2 separate regions of the Mus musculus genome follow, and region 2 is linked to region 1. The links are chromatin contacts, called in public HiChIP or PLAC-seq maps. All regions are on one chromosome and are shown on one strand. Each heading gives the region's core, a stretch centred on a gene start, on an enhancer-like site or on the middle of the called end of the contact. The rest is flanking DNA. Distances are from core to core; before and after follow the strand shown. Region 1 holds the start of Gzmc (granzyme C). Region 2 has its middle 22 kb from the start of Gzmb.

Evidence for each region. HiChIP or PLAC-seq counts read pairs in DNA pulled down with a chosen protein or histone mark.
Region 2: a contact with region 1 is called in an H3K27ac HiChIP or PLAC-seq map of CD8 T cells, with 10 times the contacts expected there. The contact joins the enhancer-like site here to the promoter of Gzmc in region 1. A contact is called at or near these places in 3 of 39 promoter capture datasets (Sertoli cells, embryonic stem cells and macrophages), 1 of 15 datasets of contacts at CTCF or cohesin (CD8 T cells), 2 of 484 Hi-C or Micro-C datasets (CD4 T cells and nephron progenitors), 6 of 115 datasets of contacts at active chromatin or transcription factors (CD8 T cells, T-cell acute lymphoblastic leukemia, embryonic stem cells and 1 more) and 3 of 9 other capture datasets (adipose tissue, liver and pancreatic islet).

What each region holds. Positions count from the first base shown.
Region 1 is chr14:56,232,663-56,237,294 of GRCm38.p6, reverse strand. It overlaps Gzmc (granzyme C), which reads left to right and starts at 2,638. Exons shown (of 5, transcript NM_010371.3): 1 at 2,638-2,767; 2 at 3,268-3,418; 3 at 4,463-4,598. The coding sequence starts at 2,713.
Region 2 is chr14:56,282,508-56,287,139 of GRCm38.p6, reverse strand. No RefSeq gene overlaps it. Among named protein-coding and RNA genes, the nearest start is that of Gzmb, 22 kb to the right of the region's middle. Within about 2 kb of position 2,554, at least 23 of the 459 cell types and tissues checked have an H3K27ac peak or open chromatin away from gene starts, as enhancers often do. A contact at or near this core is called in CD8 T cells and memory CD8 T cells, where this site is marked.

The DNA.
Region 1 (4,632 bases), core at 1,389-3,888:
ACTGAATGATGGGTATGAGGCCTCTGAGACTGGTTAAGTGCAAGGGACATTAGAGTTTGGAGATGTAGGCAAAAGGGTCTTTGCACAGAACATCAAGAAAGCTTATGCACAGGGAAGAAGGTCTCAATGAGAATTTGAGAAGCATAAGAGAGAGCAATCATGGGTAAATATAATCAAAATACATTGAAAACATTATAAAGTTGTCAAAGAATTTCATAAGGTTCACAGGATTAAATCATCTCCCATGCCAAGAATTCTTAAGGAGTGACTGTGCTGACTCCAGTGGCATCATTGTCATTTCAGAAGTAGGATGGCTGAGCTGAGGACACTCTAGCAACATTATCAAGTTACTTAGCATGAAATAAACAAAATTTGGGACAGACTTCACAATGAAATCTGAATTACCACTTTAATCTTCCAGTGTATTTAACTACTCATTTCATCTTTAAGGTGAAAATCAACTTGTCAATACTGTGTTTCAAACCATGAATGTTCTGGATAAAGAAGGAATTATAGTGAGTTCAAATTAAACTCAATTAATTGTATGCATTTCAACCCAGATGAATGGAGATTTGTGAACAGTGACATGGCCTTGCTTTGACATTTAACATGAGAATTTAAAATCATATTTCAAGATGTCCAGATATAATGCCATTAGTTTGATATTTTCAAAAGTCCATTTTTGGTCCTTCAAATGGAATGCATAGAACTATAATCCTTCATTCAAATGAAAAATATTTTTCATCATGTCCCTTCATGACTTTTATAGGACTTTCATGGATCTTTCTCAGAGATAAATGTTCACACGCTACCATGACACTGTATTCACACCACCACTTATTCACAGCACCTACATTTGTGAGCAACTAGTTTCAAGAATTGAGCACACAGGACTGCAGAGATGGCAGAAAAGTATTAACAGTACACACTACACTTGCTGAGGACCCAAGTTCATTTCTGAGCAGCCACATTGAATAGCTCATCACCACTTATAACTTCAGCTCCTCTGGCTTAAGAATTCACTAAGATCAGAGCTATGTTGATCAAACCAAAGAGTGAAACTTTTGTTTTTAAAAGCAATAGAGAATATCCACCCTGATTCTTGTTGTCTTCCTTTGTTTGTATGATAAAGCATACCAAAATAAATATTACTACTTACAGGTTTTCAGATATCACAAACATGGACCCTGCTCTATTATTTTAAAAAGATTCTCTACAAATGGACTCTCATATCATTAAGATTATTTTATTCTGTAGGCTTTTGTTGCTTATCTGTGTGTGCACATATTGTGTCATTTATGCACAGTCTCTTTCAGGGTGAATGATCAACATTTATTATAGCTTGTATAAGCAATGTGCAGCCTAAACCAGTAACCTTTCAATGTAGAGCAGAGAAGCCAACATACTGCATACCCATGGACTAGATAATTAATTTTTAGGCAGTTAGTACTTTTAATTGCATAAAGACTAAAGACTTTAGTCTATAACTAAGATGAGAAAGCCTCTCTTGGTTCCAAAATATGACAGGAGAAAATTTAAAAGTATCTGAAATCCATAAAGCAGGATAAAAATGTAGGTTTTGGTAGCTCTGCAGTCTTTTGGATGCATGCGTGCGCGCACACACACACCTATGCTTAGAGTGAGGTCAGCCAGTCTCACCTCCCAGAGTAATCTCACTCAGTTCTTACTATCTACTGTTCTAAAAGAGGCTCTCAGATCCCCCAGTCAACATCAAACATTTCAAGACCTGCATCCTTGTCTCTCTCCCTCTTGGATGTAGCCCATTAAATAACAATCATGATCTAATAATGGACTTTCTTACTTGATAGAAAATGCTAGGCAAAGTGGTAGAAAATACCATTGAGAGTCAACAGCATGGAAGCCAGTGCTGATCTAATCTTACCTATCTTTGAGTTCAGTCCTGAAGCTCTTGCCTCAGAGATAAAAGGCAATACCTAGTAAACTTTAAGTGTCATTTTTGATTTGTTATTACACTTAACTATGTATGCCTGTAACACTTGGTCATTGGATATGGGGCAAACACTTGCCTTTAAGATTTCTCTTGTGAAATTTTCATAGCAGTATCAGGAGAATTAGAGTTAAGATTAATTCATGAGGATATTCAAAGAGATTGTTCCACAGTATGATCAGTAGTCCCAAATATTAATGAGATGATATTCTGCAATACAGTGTGAACTCTCACTAAGCACTGTGTAACTGTGAGTATTATAACTGCTGTAAGATAAATTGGTTGTCAATATTGTTTTAAAAAGGAAGGAAGGAAGGAAGGAAGGAAGGAAGAAAGAAAGAAAGAAAGAAAGAAAGAAAGAAAGAAAGAAAGAAAGCAAAAGATAAAGAACAAGGGAGATCTTATTGAAATGAAAAGGGTGTAAGAGTTAGAAAAGGACACATGTTTGTCTCCGTGCAGTCATGATGGACTTCCTGAGGTCTCAGGCCTCCTTAACCACAGCCTCCACATCCTCTACTTTCTTGATCTTCATCCCAGTTTAGCTTACCTCAGGAGGTCAGTGTGGTAACAGTGTCATTTTTACCCAAACCAGAAAAATTCCTTAAGTAATGTGACGTCAATCAGAAGCAGAGGTGCATAGGTTCAAAATGCCTGTGAGCCCCCTGAGCCCACACCTCCTTCCTCCCCTTCCAAGGGCTTTGTCTACTCTGCCCTCCTCCATCCTGAGCAGCCTTCCTGGGAAGATGCCACCAGTCCTGATTCTCCTGACCCTACTTCTGCCTCTCAGAGCTGGAGCAGGTGAGTGAACACCCCTGTGGCAGTGATGCCGTCCCATGGCACCTCTGCTGACTTTCTGCCCAGCGGTAGTCAGGAATTGTTCTGGCACTGGACCCAGGATGTTTCTGAATGTCAGGTCCCATAACAAACCCAGACTTAGAAATCTGACACTGGCCTAATTTTCAACAAGGTCTGAAGAAAGGAGATGCTTTCAGAAAACTTAGTAGGCACTAGCTTCTCCCAACATTTTTTCATCACCTGGAGACTGGATCATCCTTACAAAGAGATGTGACAGAGAATGTAAAGATACAAAAATGTGCACCATTTACTTTATTTCAGCCTAGGGAATGAGCAGCTTTAATGAGGCTTAAGATTCAGCCAGGATTATTCTATGTGCAAGGAATCCAGTCTTCAAAAGCCTTGAGGGACTTCAGATTCCACTCTTAATTATTCCCTCCCTAGATTCCTCTTGGCCACAAATATTGCTCCCAGACACCAAATATTCTAGGCTTTTCTTTCAGAGGAGATAATCGGAGGCAATGAGATCAGTCCACATTCCCGTCCCTACATGGCATATTATGAGTTTCTGAAAGTTGGTGGGAAGAAGATGTTCTGCGGAGGCTTCCTGGTTCGAGACAAATTCGTGCTAACAGCTGCTCACTGCAAAGGAAGGTGAGGAGAAGCAGATAGCTCACATCTTCTGAAACATCCACAGGGGCTTCTGTCCTCTATTGTGGAAGCTCCCCTGAGGGCTCACTAGAAGTCAGGGTTGCAAAAATTAATGTCTGACAAGAGGTATATTTGAGGTAAAAGGGTGAGAGGTTAAATCCAGCATCATACTTGAGTTGATCAACTGCACTGGCCAAACAAAAGTAGTGGTTGAGATTAAAAGTTCATGTAGCTGTCTCTTGTGAGACTATGCTGGGGCCTAGCAAACACAGAAGTGGATGCTCACAGTCAGCTATTGGATGGATCACAGGGCTCCCAATGGAGGAGCTAGAGAAAGTACCCAAGGAGCTAAAGGGATCTGCAACCCTATAGGTGGAACAACATCATGAACTAACCAGTACCCCGGAGCTCTTGACTCTAGCTGCATATGTATCAAAAGATTGCCTAGTCGGCCATCACTGGAAAGAGAGGCCCATTGGACACGCAAACTGTATATGCCCCAGTACAGGGGAACGCCAGGGCCATAAAAATGGGAATGGGTGGGTAGGGAAGTGGGGGGGAGAGTATGGGGGACTTTTGGGATATCATTGGAAATGTAATTGAGGAAAATATGTAATAAAAAATATTTTTTAAAAAAGTTCACATTAAGCCGGGCTGTGGTGGCGCACACCTTTAATCCCAGCACTTAGGAGGCAGGGACAGGCAGATTTCTGAGTCCAAGGAGCAGGGACAGGCAGATTTCTGAGTCCGAGGCCAGCCTGGTCTACAAAGTGAGTTCCAGGACAGCCAGGGCTATACAGAGAAACCCTGTCTCGAAAAACCAAAAAAAAAAAACAAAAAAAAAAAACACATTAAAAGTTTATGTAAACTTCAGAATAATGCCTAGATGCAAGAGTGAACCTCCTGGAATTTCATGTCTTTGAGACCCTCCTGTGTCCTCAAGTCCCCTCAGCTACAGTTCCATCCTGCCTACCTTGCTTTACACAGGTCCTGCACTACATCCCCTCTGACTCCACATCTCTGCTCTCCACTCTGCTCTCTCCACAGCTCAATGACAGTCACACTGGGGGCTCACAACATCAAGGCTAAGGAGGAGACACAGCAGATCATCCCTGTGGCAAAAGCCATTCCCCATCCAGACTATAATCCTGATGACCGTTCTAATGACATCATGCTATTAAAGGTGAGACCTGCCATCCTCCCAGTCACATACCCCC
Region 2 (4,632 bases), core at 1,305-3,804, 50 kb before region 1:
CCAGTTTCTGCCACAGGGAGCACATAACAACACAGCTCAAGTTTGCCTTGCTGTCTCTTCCAGGATTCTCTGAGATGGGAAAGCTGAACCAGACCTTAATGCAGGGGGGAAATGTTTGCTTCCAGCAACCTCTCAGTCAACCAGGGCTGAGATACTCAACCTATCTTGATACAAGATACTCAACCTATCCAGTCAGCCCCTGACACATACACTTCCATGCTACACACACACACACACACACACACACACACACACACACACACACACTATATTCAGAGGAAATGTGGAGGGATGATACTTGATTAGTACTAGGGTCAATGCAAGATACTATTTCTTAAATGGAGAGAAAGAAAGTGGAAGAGAAGGCTTAAATGAAGCAGACTAAGTAAACAAGAGGATAACAAAAGATAGGATGCTAATTTTTATTTATTCAGACCACACACTAGGTGAGGGGGTTAGTGTCCTTTCCTCCTATTTTCTCTGTTCTCAATTACCCAGAAAGATATTAAATTTTCAATAGTGAATCATCTCTTATTAAAACTGTGTTCACTTTCCTATTACTGTGTAACAAATTATACAAACTCAGCAGTTTAAAAAGCCCCCAATGTCTCATAGTTCTGTAGAAGTAAAGTCTGGGTGGCCGTAGCTGTGCTCTTGGCACGAGTGTTACAAAGTCAAAGCCAAAGCACCAGCAAGGGTGAGCTCCCATCTGGAAATACCAGAGAAGAACCGAGAGAGCCCACACTCACTCAGGTTATTAATAGGCTGCCGTTCCTTGCAGCTAGGCTGGTTTCTTGCTACCATCAGTGTGCGGCAACTCTCAGTTTTGTCCTTGCCACTCCATGCCTTAATTTTCAAACTGGCAGCAGTCTCTCAAGTTCTTCCCAAAGTTGGATCTTCCCTGGGTCTCTCTTCTGCGACCAGTTGTAGAAAACTCTGCTTTTGAGTGGCACCTGTAGATTGGACCCTTTCTGTGTGTCCAGTGCAATCACTGAAGCCCTATCTTGATATATCCATGATGTTTAGCCAAATGTGAAGAGGGGAGGTACATAAGACTGAGGATCACAAAGGTTTTTCCATGGACTCCAAGAATGGCAAGGACAGAGATCTTAGGTGAAAGAAGGGACAAAACCGGGAGGATTCTGCACAGAGAAGCATGAAGAGGTGAGTTTGTAATACCCCCCTTCAAGGACATTAGGATTTTTCTGGATCAATTTCAAAAGTACCTCATGTGTCAGACACTCAAGAAACATGAACACCAGTCCAATCAAAAGGTACAGAGGCCTGAAGAAACTGAGATGACAACGTGAACAACCGAGAGGACGTGGGACATTGCTAACCTGACTCTGACCTAGGAGACCATGAGACACTAGGGAAGGGCCAACCAACATCCCTGAAAGACAAGGAATGTTTCCCTGTCCCTGGGCTTCTCCTAGACACCCAAAAAGGGGTTCAGCATAGACTGATTGGAGACAAAGAAGGATTAACTGTGAAGAGGAGGACAAGCTGGTGATCTGAGAACCCAGAGCTTAAACTCAGAGCTTCTCTAGTGTGACCTAAGAAAGACCGACTCACCCTTACTCGAGAGAAAGGCAAGAGACACCAGGACAAGTAAGCAGGAGGAAGGTCATTCATGATCTAGACACCAGGTGATATGCATATCCACTAAGACAAAATAGCTGCACAATTCAGGAAAGTGTCCTGTCCTAACTCGGCCAGTGTGCTGGCATGGTTTTCTGAGGGAAAAAAAGCAAACTATCTTGAGAAAAGCGCACTGTGTCTACTGTGAACAGCAGTGCCATGTGGAAGGCGGCAGCCATATTACCACGCACAGGCTTGCCTTTCATCCTTTTGAGCACACTTTTCTGGATCTGCATTGATTTGGGAAACGAATAAGAAATGTAAAATGTGGGATGAAGACTGGTTGGTTCTCATTTAACCCCCAGTTAGCACCTGCACCCTGGGTTTCTGACTGACAGAAAGGTCCATGCCTTAATCTTGAAGTTGCTTCATTTTCCCGTCCAGTTCCCAGCTTAATCTCCTACAGATATATAGATATATAGCGACCCAGCCTTTTTGCTGCACAGCAGCACGGCCTCTAATGCCAGTCTAGATGCCCTTTTCTTGTTTGACTGTGACAGGTCTCACTTTGTAGCTTTTTAGCACAGCCTGAAGTTGAACTCACACTCAAAGCAATCCTCCTGTCCCAGACTTCTGAATGTTGAAGTTATAAATGAGAGCCAGCCACCACACTTGACTTGGGCACCCTGTTTCTATTGGGGTGAGGGCTATAATGAGAGGGCCCAGAATTGTCCTCTCTTCTGGAAGCTTCATAGGTGACACTCCAGAGACAGATTGAGCCTCTGTCATCTGTGGCAAGATCTCAAGATCAAAAGCTTACTTGGCACACACCCTGCCCTGATTTGCATAAAAAAGTTAGAATAATTCATATGCGAAATGTCTTTCAAACATCCATAGGAAGTGCTGCTAGAGGTGGTAGGACTTGCATTAAGTTTCAATCAAAGGCAGATAACAGGTTCCAGGCAAGCTGAATGACCACACAGCCCACACAGCTGCAGCTTAGAGAAAAGAAAGGTGACATTTCCTGGTGATCTCAAGTAACCCTACATGGCTCCAAGACCAAATGGGAAGCCAATGACAGTTTCAGACTCAGTCCTCTGAGTCACCCCTGTCCCCAACACACACACACACACACACACACACACACACACACACACACACACACCACACACTTTTGGCACCTAAGAAAGTTTTGCTTTCTTGTATTTGTAGGAAATTGAAAGCTACTAACATGTTTTTAGAATGCTGAAGTTATAAATGAGAGCTAGCCACACACTTGACTTAGGCACCCTATTTCTGTTGAGGTGAAGGCTGTAATGAGAGGGCCCAGAGTTTTTCTTTCTCCTAGAAGCTCCAGGGGCAGACTGAACCTCTGCCATCCATCTGCTGTTAGATTATTTATTATTTTATGTGCATTATATACCACATGTATGTCTGGCGCCTGTGATCTGTGAAGATCAGAAGAGGGCACTGAGTCCCTGGACCTAGAGTTAGGGATGTTTGTAAGCCACCATGTGGGTTCTGGGATCTGAACCTGCAAGAGCAACAAGTGCTGTTAGCCACTAAGCCATCTCCTTATTAACTAGCTTTAAAAAGAGTCAAACAATCAGATTAAAAAAATTGAGGATTTGACTCTGGCAACTGGTAACTGGCATGAGGAAAGTGAAAGTGAAAGGCAGCAAGAGAGAGAGAGAGAGAGAGAGAGAGAGAGAGAGAGAGAGAGAGAGAGAGAGAGAGAGAGAAGAAACACCAGGCAAAGGAAGGGATGGGATATATAGGCATAGGCAATGAGTTATGCAGAATTTGCAAGGCTTCTGAGATACCCTACTTTAAATGATTAGCAATAGTGATATAGGGGTACAGGGAAAGGATAATTCTAGATATGAGGATAAAAATCATCTGGTCCCCTATATTTCCATGGAAACTCATGGGGTTTTCCAGGCAAAGTATCCCATGGAAGGCCTGGGGGCATGGAGAAGAAAGAGTGAAGTGAGCTAATATTCAACTCCTATGGCAACTTCCCGCAAAGTTTCAACACATCTTGGATACTCAGAAGACCTCTGAGATGGAGCCCTGTGAAGAAAGGGCATGACTAACAAGACCACCAAGAGAAGCAGATATTGCCTGGGGGCCCCCTGGGGGGATGTACCAAGGGATGGCCGCTGGAGAAGGAAGGAAAGATGATCTCTATGGCCACAGTTCATCCGCTAGCCCCAGGACTCTGGCACTGGCTGTCCTCACTATGTCTTATTTCTGTGTTGTCCTGAGAGACAAAGCCAATAATGGGGGGGGGGGCGCAGAAAAGAACAGCTGTTGCTCAGGGTTATAGGCCATGTGGACAGTAGCTATGAGAAGTGAGGCTATTACACAGCAAAGCATCGTGGGTGACTGTTGCCTTTCATTTTGTTTGCTTCCCAACTTAAAAATAGGAGGAGGGCAGCAGGAGAGATGACTCAGTAGTTAAGAGCACTGGTTGCTCTTTCAGAGGACCAGAGTTCAATTCCCAGGACCTACATGCCAGCTCACAACCATTTGTAACTCCAGTTCCATAGATTCATAACCTCTTCTGACCTCTAAGAGCCCCAGGCACACACATGCAAAGCCATATCTATCTATCTATCTATCTTTATTAGTGTTTAAAAGGTGGCTTACCCCATGCTAAGCCTTCAGAAACCCCACTTTCACTTGATATTTTAAAATAACTGCATTTTAAAGAAGGCTGCCCATATTCTGAATTTCAAACACATTGTTAAAATTTTTAGTCTATTATTTATGAAACTTCCTCCAGAGAAACTAATCACTGACCTATGTTTGAGATTTACTTCAGTTGACACATGTGAATACAGTGCTTTCATTTTACCAGTTTATCTCCTATGAAAATAAGAGTTCATTCTTAACACAGCTTACTTGTTTCCAGTCTTTACTTCTAGAACAGTTGCAGGCAGTTTCTTGAATGGGTGTCTGTGTGTGGCATGCACATTGCAATGCAGGGCCTTCAATACTGGTGAGGTTCATGATTGCTTCCAAAATCCGTTAACCCCTTGAGATTGG